Regions from separate parts of the Mus musculus genome. Here region 1 is linked to region 2. A link is a contact called in public ChIA-PET data. All regions are on one chromosome and are shown on one strand. The core of a region is the stretch at or near the end of the contact, and the rest is flanking DNA. Distances in the headings are between cores, read along the strand shown.

The links. ChIA-PET counts read pairs in DNA pulled down with a chosen protein or histone mark.
Region 1: a contact with region 2 is called in an RNA polymerase II ChIA-PET map of memory CD8 T cells, with 9 read pairs. The contact joins two enhancer-like sites. A contact is called at or near these places in 4 of 39 promoter capture datasets (embryonic stem cells, hippocampal neurons, liver and 1 more), 1 of 115 datasets of contacts at active chromatin or transcription factors (memory CD8 T cells) and 2 of 9 other capture datasets (adipose tissue and embryonic stem cells).

Annotation. Positions count from the first base shown.
Region 1 is chr7:83,637,515-83,641,433 of GRCm38.p6, forward strand. It overlaps Stard5 (StAR-related lipid transfer (START) domain containing 5), which reads left to right. Exons shown (of 6, transcript NM_023377.4): 5 at 90-183; 6 at 2,908-3,919. The coding sequence ends at 3,055. Among named protein-coding and RNA genes, the nearest start is that of Stard5, 7.5 kb to the left of the region's middle. Within about 2 kb of position 1,792, at least 46 of the 459 cell types and tissues checked have an H3K27ac peak or open chromatin away from gene starts, as enhancers often do. A contact at or near this core is called in memory CD8 T cells, where this site is marked.
Region 2 is chr7:82,955,245-82,959,512 of GRCm38.p6, forward strand. The region is part of intron 1 of 4933430H16Rik (RIKEN cDNA 4933430H16 gene); the gene reads right to left. Among named protein-coding and RNA genes, the nearest start is that of Gm45992, 12 kb to the left of the region's middle. Within about 2 kb of position 2,162, at least 33 of the 459 cell types and tissues checked have an H3K27ac peak or open chromatin away from gene starts, as enhancers often do. A contact at or near this core is called in memory CD8 T cells, where this site is marked.

The DNA of each region.
Region 1 (3,919 bases), core at 542-3,041, 680 kb after region 2:
TGGCCTGTGCAGGCGCAGGATCTTCAGTGCTGGCGGTGGAGACCCTGCTGTCTGCAGGTGAGTCCACTGACTTCATGTCTGTCTTCCAGCTACCCATGTGGAACATCCATTGTGTCCCCCAAAGCCCGGTTTTGTGAGAGGATTTAACCATCCATGCGGGTGCTTCTGTGAACCACTGCCAGGGTAAGGAAAGTGGGTGGAGAATTTTGTCTTAGACCCAACCATAACACCACTGTGAACTCAGAAAACAGGCACTTCAACTGTAATCTACAAAAATAATATCAATGTTACAAAATGCACTGTCACACATAGGCTTGCATGACATGATGTGCCACTCTTGGTGGCACCTGGCAGAGGGGTAAGGAGGTGTTACCTGGATTTAGCTTTTGTTGTTGTTGAACTCAGAGATCTGCCTACAGGTGCTGGGGTTAAAGGCATGTGCAACCACCAGGTGCCCAGCCTCACAGGACAGGTCAGGCAAATGTCCCAGTGCCATTAGGCAAATAAGCAAGCTGAGGGTTAGGACAGTTAAGTTATGCGTCCACAGTCAAAGTCCAGGAGCGCAGTGTACTGCCTGAGCTCCAGGTCTTCTGGACTCTCTGAAGATATCCACCAGACTAAAGTAGCTCCAAGAACAAATTCCCCACCCTATGTTCACGCAGCGACCACCTTCCTGTACAAGAAAGGCGGCAGATCTCAGGGCATGGAGGATAGTTCTGAGACCATGCTGTGAATCGGCCCTGGAAAGAAGCCCAAGAGCCCTAAATCACTCACAGATACGGCCAGGGTTTTCCTGAGAGCTCTCTGGGTAATGAGTTACCCTAAGGCCCCAGGTTTATAATGAGCAGCACCCAAGTTAACAGTGAGAGAGATTGCACCTGCTCATGGGTCCCTGCACATAGCCGGAGGGGAAGGTGTGGCCTTCCCCACACAGTTCCAGGAGGCAGGTCTCAGTGCCTAGATTACTAAAACCCAGACAGAGCACCCCCACCTAACACCATGTCTGCTAATCTGGCTCTCCAAACAGCTCTGGGAAGGCTTTTCTTAAATGTCACAAATTTTTTGAGTTTGACAGTGGTAAAGCATGGACGCGTGCGCGCACACACAACTTTATTCCCAGTGCAGAGGAGACCAGACCCTCTGATGTGGGCCTATAAAACTACCCTTGACCACTTTTCATTGCCATGTTCCCAACAGTCAGATGCTGAGACCTGCCTTGCCCTTCCAGGCTGCCGGGCATATTTCAAGGAGGGTCTAGACAAGTAAGAGCCGTTTCTCCTTGAAGCTGAGGCTTAGGGCTGGCTTGGGGAACACACAGTCTGCAAGCTTCAGGCTATGTAACAGTGGTGATGGTACAAGCTCTATAAGAGGGATGGGTGGGCCAGAGAGGTTAAGTAGCTACCCCAAGACCATGAATAGACCCAACAAGTAAAAAGCCACACTTAAACCCGGCCAGGTGGTTTTTATGTTGACTATCTTTGTTTTTCTCTTTTTTAAAAAACAGATAAAAGACATGTGTTCTCTGAGTGCTTAATTCTGATGGGGTGGGAGAAGATAAACAAGGCACAAATTAAAGAAATTATGTTATACATACACTAGACATTGCTTACTACAAGCTAAGTGCTGTATAGAAAACTAAAGGATGATGAAAGGACCTGGGGTCTGGTCGGAGTGAGTCACCGCACAGATCACCAAAATCCCCCTGGTTGGAGCCTCGATTGGCACAGTGGCCTGTGCAGGTGCAAGGTTCCTCTTGGTGAGAGGGTGTGGCCACAAGAGGACTGGCATGGGAGGAAGCCACTGTGTTGGCTCAGTGGAGCCAGAAGAGAGGCTAGAAGAAATCATTGAGGAAGCAGGGCCAGGCCCCTCTAGACATTTTGGGAGCTTTAGAGAGGTCTGAGCAGCCATGCCATGACTTCAGTGTAAACTGCTTTGTGCCCAGAGTAGAAGGAGCTGTGAGTCAGGGCAAGAGGCCACACTGGGGAGCAAGACTGTGTTCAGATCAGATCTGAGGTGTCTGGGCTCAGACTATCTGTGACAGAGGAAAAGCATCTCAGAGGGCAGGAGAGTCTGTGGAGGAGGCAGCACCAGAGCTGCATTTGTGATGTGCCTACTGTATGCAGGGAGCATTCTCTGTGTTCTGCCTACTGTATGTATGTAAGTTCCGCATGTATTCTGATGAGTATGTCAGGCAAACTCCTGGCTTTCCTGTAAAGACAGCCGTGGTGCCTCTGAGGCCCCTTTTATCCACTTTTACTTACTCTGTGTGTCTTTCCCCACGTGGTTTGTCTCTTCTGTGATGTTCTCCCATCAAGCCCAGGGCTCCCCAGAGAGAAACATAGTCACTAACTCAGATTTCTTACTTATCTGTTCAAGTTTCCAAAGAGAACACAGCTGAGTGACTATGAGGGATAGCTTGAGCTTGGGGTGAGGGTGGGGGTGGCGTATGGGCAGAGAAAGTACCCCAGAATCAGTGGGAGGTGGGGAGGGAGAGAGAACATGGAATCTGACGGAGGATTTGTTCCCTCTCCCTCTGTATTTCCCTCTCTCCCTCCCCCTCCCCTCCCCTCCTCCTTCTGGCTGTCTTTCTCTGCACAGGGGTAAACTGATAAACAGCTCCTTATACACAAAGCCCAGGAGGGGTTGGGGGGATGGGCTGTCAGTAGCCATAAGGAGAATCTGCACCTAGCTGTCCTACCAGCTCCCCAATGTGTTTGTAGCAACTGTGCCGTGTGTCCCCTAGAGGCTATGCTATCATCCACAACAAGGAGGCTGAGAGGAGTCCTGGGCACTGAATCTAGAGCAGGAGTAGAAGTGACCACCATGTCTGGACCACTTCTGCTGGTCATGGCTCTGAGCTAGATGCTTCCATGGTACATATCTAACCCGCATCTGCTATTTCTTCAGGGATCCCAACAAAACCAACCTGGTCACATTCTTTCAGACAGACCTGAGTGGCTACCTCCCTCAGAGTGTGGTGGACTCCTTCTTCCCTCGAAGCATGGCTGAGTTCTACCCCAACCTTCAGAAGGCAGTGAGGAAGTTCCATCACTGACAGTCGCCTATTGGCAGGGATTGCCTATGGTCCTTCAGGAACTCCAGCTGTTGAGCCTCAAAGGACACGGAAGAGCTGCTGAGGCCTTTTGAGATGCCATAGTTAACAGCAAATCTCAGGGTTCCATTCCAGAGGAGCAGCCCATCCCCCCACACCACCCTCCGTCCTCTTGGGCTTGGTGTGGAAGGAGCTAACCACTAGCTTGCCGTGGTGCACACATAGGCCTGGCAGGCCAGGGCAAGTCCCTCTATGGCCACCTGAGAGATGGCTCACGTACTCTTTGATTCCTTGTGGTCCAGAGCCCTGTGTGCTGGTTGCTGTAAGACACCTTGTCCCTGTGTGGGTCTTAAAGAATCATCATCCATTGTGGTCGCTAAGTCCTGCTTCCTCTGGCATCTGGAGTTCCCAGACTCCTGTGTTCCCTTTCTGGATATGCTTTTGTATACAAATTTTTAGCACAAGACTTTCACTCTTTACAAAAGTGTCAACTTGGAAAATGATGTTTTAAACCACAGGATAAGCCTTAAGGAAAAATACTTTCAATCTACCGTTTGTGATCTCTTCCATCAGAATCATCTCTTTCTATCTGTTTCTCCCTTTGTGGGTTAAGGTTCACATCCCCATGAAACCGGCTTGTAACTGCCTCAGGCCAGTTTGTATCTTTGGGAAGGAGTGTGAATTCTTGTGGCCCCTATGAGTGACTCTAGGCAGGGCCAGCAGTTCCTGTGTGCATGCTAGACTCTGGGGAGGTGAGCCCCATGGCATGTACCTCACTGTGCCCTCAGTCATCATGGTGAGGCAAGAATGCTGGGGACTCCTGGCCCCTCAGGCTTTGCTGCCATTAGGAAGGAGGGAAGAATGTCT
Region 2 (4,268 bases), core at 912-3,411:
TTTTGTTTTTTGTTTTTTTTGAGACAGGGTTTCTCTGTGTAGCCCTGGCTGTCCTAGAACTCACTCTATAGACCAGGCTGTCCTCGAACTCAGAAATCCGCCTGCCTCTGCCTCCCAAGTGCTGGGCTTAAGAGCATGGGCCACCACGCCCAGCTGATTCCTAGATTTCTAACGTGAGATCCTAAGGGAGAAACAAAGCACAGGTGTGCATGTGCGTGAAGGTGTTATCAGGGGAATGGGGTAGGCCCTGACTTCATGTGGATGAGCTCCTCACCCCCCACGCCCCCCTCTCATTCACCTTAGGGATGCTTTCTGGAAAGTGAAAATTTCTAAAAAGTTTCTAACACTACTGTTAGAGGCTTAGAATGGAAAGGAAAGCTGTGTTACAGGTGATGGTGATGTTCGGAGCTGGGAGGATGTGCTAGGCCACTCTGAACATATGTAGAGCACAAAGAGAAGACAGCAGAGGGTAAGATTTGGAATAATAGTATTTAAATGCTAAGAAAAAGAGCTAGGAAAGGACCCTGGGCTGGGGTGGGGGTGGGGTGGGACAGAGAGAAATGCAGGTATATATAATTTGTATTTCTCATCTAATGATAAAATTTAAACTGCCATAGGTTTACATTGCAGAAGACTTGAAAAACATAAAATTGTGTGTGTGTGTGTGTGTGTGTGTGTGTGTGTGTGTGTGTGTGTGTGCACATGAAAGGTTGAGGGAGAGGAAGAGAGGGAGAACAGAACAAAAAATATAATAGAAAATTCACTTGGCAGAAGACCTCCAAGTTAGGCAGCTTCAACACTGTGAGGTTATTGGTGCTTGGAATCAGGAAGGTTTAGAAGGACATGCTGGGACAGAAGAGGAGAGGCATTGAGGAGGACAAGATGGAGCTGGAAGAAAATAAAACTTGAGACCTGTGATTCATGTAACTTAGGTCAAATAGCCCAAAGTGTTGTTTGTGAGCTTTGAAACCTGGGGCTGAGAACATAGCAGAACAGGCCAGGCCATGCCCAGGCAGGCCCGTCGTTAAGACATTCCTGAGGCTGCTTGGCCATAAAGATAAAGAGAATGACATGTCCAAACTGGCCGGCACCTCCCTATCTCCCGCCCTTCTGACCTAAGTTAAATGTTACCTGAATGTACAGTCTGCTGATGTTTAAATGAACCAATCATGTGAAACAGTGCCAATTCCTCCCCCAGCCCCAGCCCCTTTTCTATAAAAACCCCTAGCTTCCAAGCCTCGTGGTCGAAACCACTGTCTCCTGCATGAGATATGTTTCTACCCGGAGCTCCACCATTAAACTACCTCATGTTTTTACATCAAGACGGTCTGTTTGTTCATGATTCTTGGGTGCACGCCGAATCGGGAACAGAGTGGGGGTTTCCCCACTAGGTTCTTTCATTTGGAGGTCCCACCGAGATCTGCATGACACCCAGGAACCTGAAAGAGCCCTTGGAGGTACGTTTGTTTGTGTGCATCTTACATGTTGTCTGTTGTCTAAGTGTGGCACCGCTGAATTTGTGTCTTGGTTTTTCAGTTCTGAGATTGTGAATTTGTGTCTTGGTTTTTCAGTTCTGAGATTGTGAATTTGTGTCTTGGTTTTTCAGTTCTGAGATTGTGAATTTGTGTCTTGGTTTTTCAGTTGTGAAATTGTGGGTTCGAGTCCCACCTCGTGTATTGGTTTTACAGTTCTGGGATTGTGGGTTCGAGTTCTGCTTGTCCCCAGTTCTGGTATTCTGTATTCTGGCAGCTGCCACTGTGGACTGTAAGGGCCCAGTAGCCACAGGAGAGGAGACATCCAGAAGGCCCTGCAAGCTGCGACCCCTGGAAGACGTTCTAAGGGTGAGGGACAGTCAGAAAGGTGTGACTGTCATCTGGCAGAGTGAGGAATGAGTGTGCTTAGATACTGGTGTTTATTTTTTCTCTGTTGCTGTCTTGTTTATGTTTGTGGTTTTCGTCATGGGACAGACTGTGTGTGTGGTGCCGACTGTGGACTTGGACTGACATTAGGACAGAATTTATCAGTGATAGTTAAGAAAAACAACTTGGCGCTGTTTTCCCGAGGTCGGGCCACTCCGAGCACCCCTGACTGCTTGGAGAAGCTCTGGGATGCAGCTGCAAGGCTGGACTGGGGACTTCCAGTGTGGGCGCAGTGGATGCCGCAGCTGGGGAGGGGCCGACTAGAGTCACCGCCTCCGCTGCCTTCCCCACCTCCCGAGTGTCTGCCCCCCTCTGGGGGCATGCTGGTTCCTCCCGCTCCCAAGAGCCCGTGCTGTGAGTAGACCTCCCCCACCCCTGAACCCAGGCCCTGCCTCTGCAAGATGGAAGGACGAGAAGAAGAGGAGGACACTGTGGAAGTGGCCGGCCAAGAGTGCTTCGAGTTCCCTGGCTGCTTCTCATTCCCCTTTCCCTTACATCCCACCTGCCCGTCTTCAGGTTTTGACCAGAGTGCCTCTTGTTAACAGAAAAAATGCTTTCATTTTGAGATGTCAATGGCCCAGTGCAGCCAGCTGTGAGAGCTGCGCTCCCTTCCCTGCCCACGTGTTTTCTCTTCTAGGGTGGCCCCACCCTAAGCTGCTAACCAGTGAGGGAGACATCCGCCCATCCAGGTGGGGAGCACCACAAGTCTAACCACCAGGCTCTGATAGAGAAATTAACAGTGAGGAGAAGTAAAATAAGAGATGAAGGAGATTAGAGAGGTCTGAGATGAGAGAGATACCCCAAATGAGAAATATTTAGAGTAGAACCAGTAAGTAAGAGGCAGAGAAGGTGTATTACGAGAGAGAGAAAGAGAGAGAGAGAGAGAGAGAGAGAGAGAGGCGAGAGGCAGAAGAAAGAGGACAGGAGGGATCGTAGACAAGAGAAAAAATTGACTGGAATCTTGGCCACAGTGGTAGGAGAGAAAGAAAAAGACAGGACCTAGAAACCTGGGCAACAGAAGCTAAAAGGGCTCAGCTGTGTCAGACTGAAGTTACTTATTTGAGATACACCCTTCGAGGTGGGAAACAGTGGCTAAAAGAAGCCAGAAAAAGACTGTAACTACACCAAGGCAAGTAAGAAAATTTTTGGGCACCCCTGGTTTCTGCAGGCTCTGGATACCTAGGTTGGCGACCTTAGCTACCCCTTTGTACCCTCTGACCAAGGAAGAAGAGGTGTTTGTGTGGACCCCAGATCACCAGAAAGCTTTTAAAAAGTCCAGTGGCTTACCTATCCAAGAAGTTAGACCCTATTGCCAGCGGGTGGTTTCTTGCCTGAAATCGATTGCTGCCATAGCTCTGCTTGTCAAAGATGCTGATAAGCTCACTCTGGGACAGCAAAAAACTGTAGTGGCACCCCACACTCTTGAAAACATTATCTAAAAGCCCCCTGACTGATGGATGATGACCAACGCTCCTGTGACACATTATCAGAGCTTTTTTGTTGACTGAACGAGTGACCTTCGCTCCACCTGCTGTCCTCAATCTCGCTACCCTACTGCCTGAGACTTCACCTACTCATCACTGTGCTGACGTTCTGGCAGAAGAAACTGGTACTCGAAACTATCTGAAGGATCAGATCAGCCTTGGCCTGAGAGTTTGAGCTGGTACAGGGATGGCAGTAGCTTCGTGGTTGAAGGTAAGTGGAAGGCGGGGGACAGCAGTATAGTGGTGGACAGAAAGCAAGTGATCTAGGCCAGCAGCCTCCCTGAAGGGACGTCGGCCCAAAAAGCTGAACTTGTGACTTTGATATAAGCTCTATAAATGGCAAAAGAAAAGTCTACACTGATAGCAGATATGCTTTTGCCACTGTACGGAGAAATATACAGACAAAGAGGGCTGTTGACATCTGCAGAGAAGGACCTAAGATGCTGTGGCTAAAGGAAATCAGATGGCAGATCTAACTGCCAAACAGGCGGCCCAAGGAACAATGATCCTGGCAGTCGAGGACCTAAAGATTATTATGATGTCAGAGAGACCAGCTTTAGACACACCCCTGAGCACTATCAAGTTATGGACATTACTTGACCCACCTGGGGGCCAAGAAATTAAAAGGTGTGGCTAGGTCCTTTGACTTCTATGTTACAGGACTCTCTGACTTGGCAGAAGAAATAGTCAAAGCTGCAAGGCCTGTGCTATAACTAATACAGGACACTTCGTGTATACTCCTGAGAAGAGGCTCAGGGGCAACTGGTTGGAGGTCTACTGGGAGGTAGAATTTACAGAAATTAAGCCAGCTAGATATGGCAACAAGTACTTAGGGTTAGAAATAGACACCTTTTCAGGCTGGGTA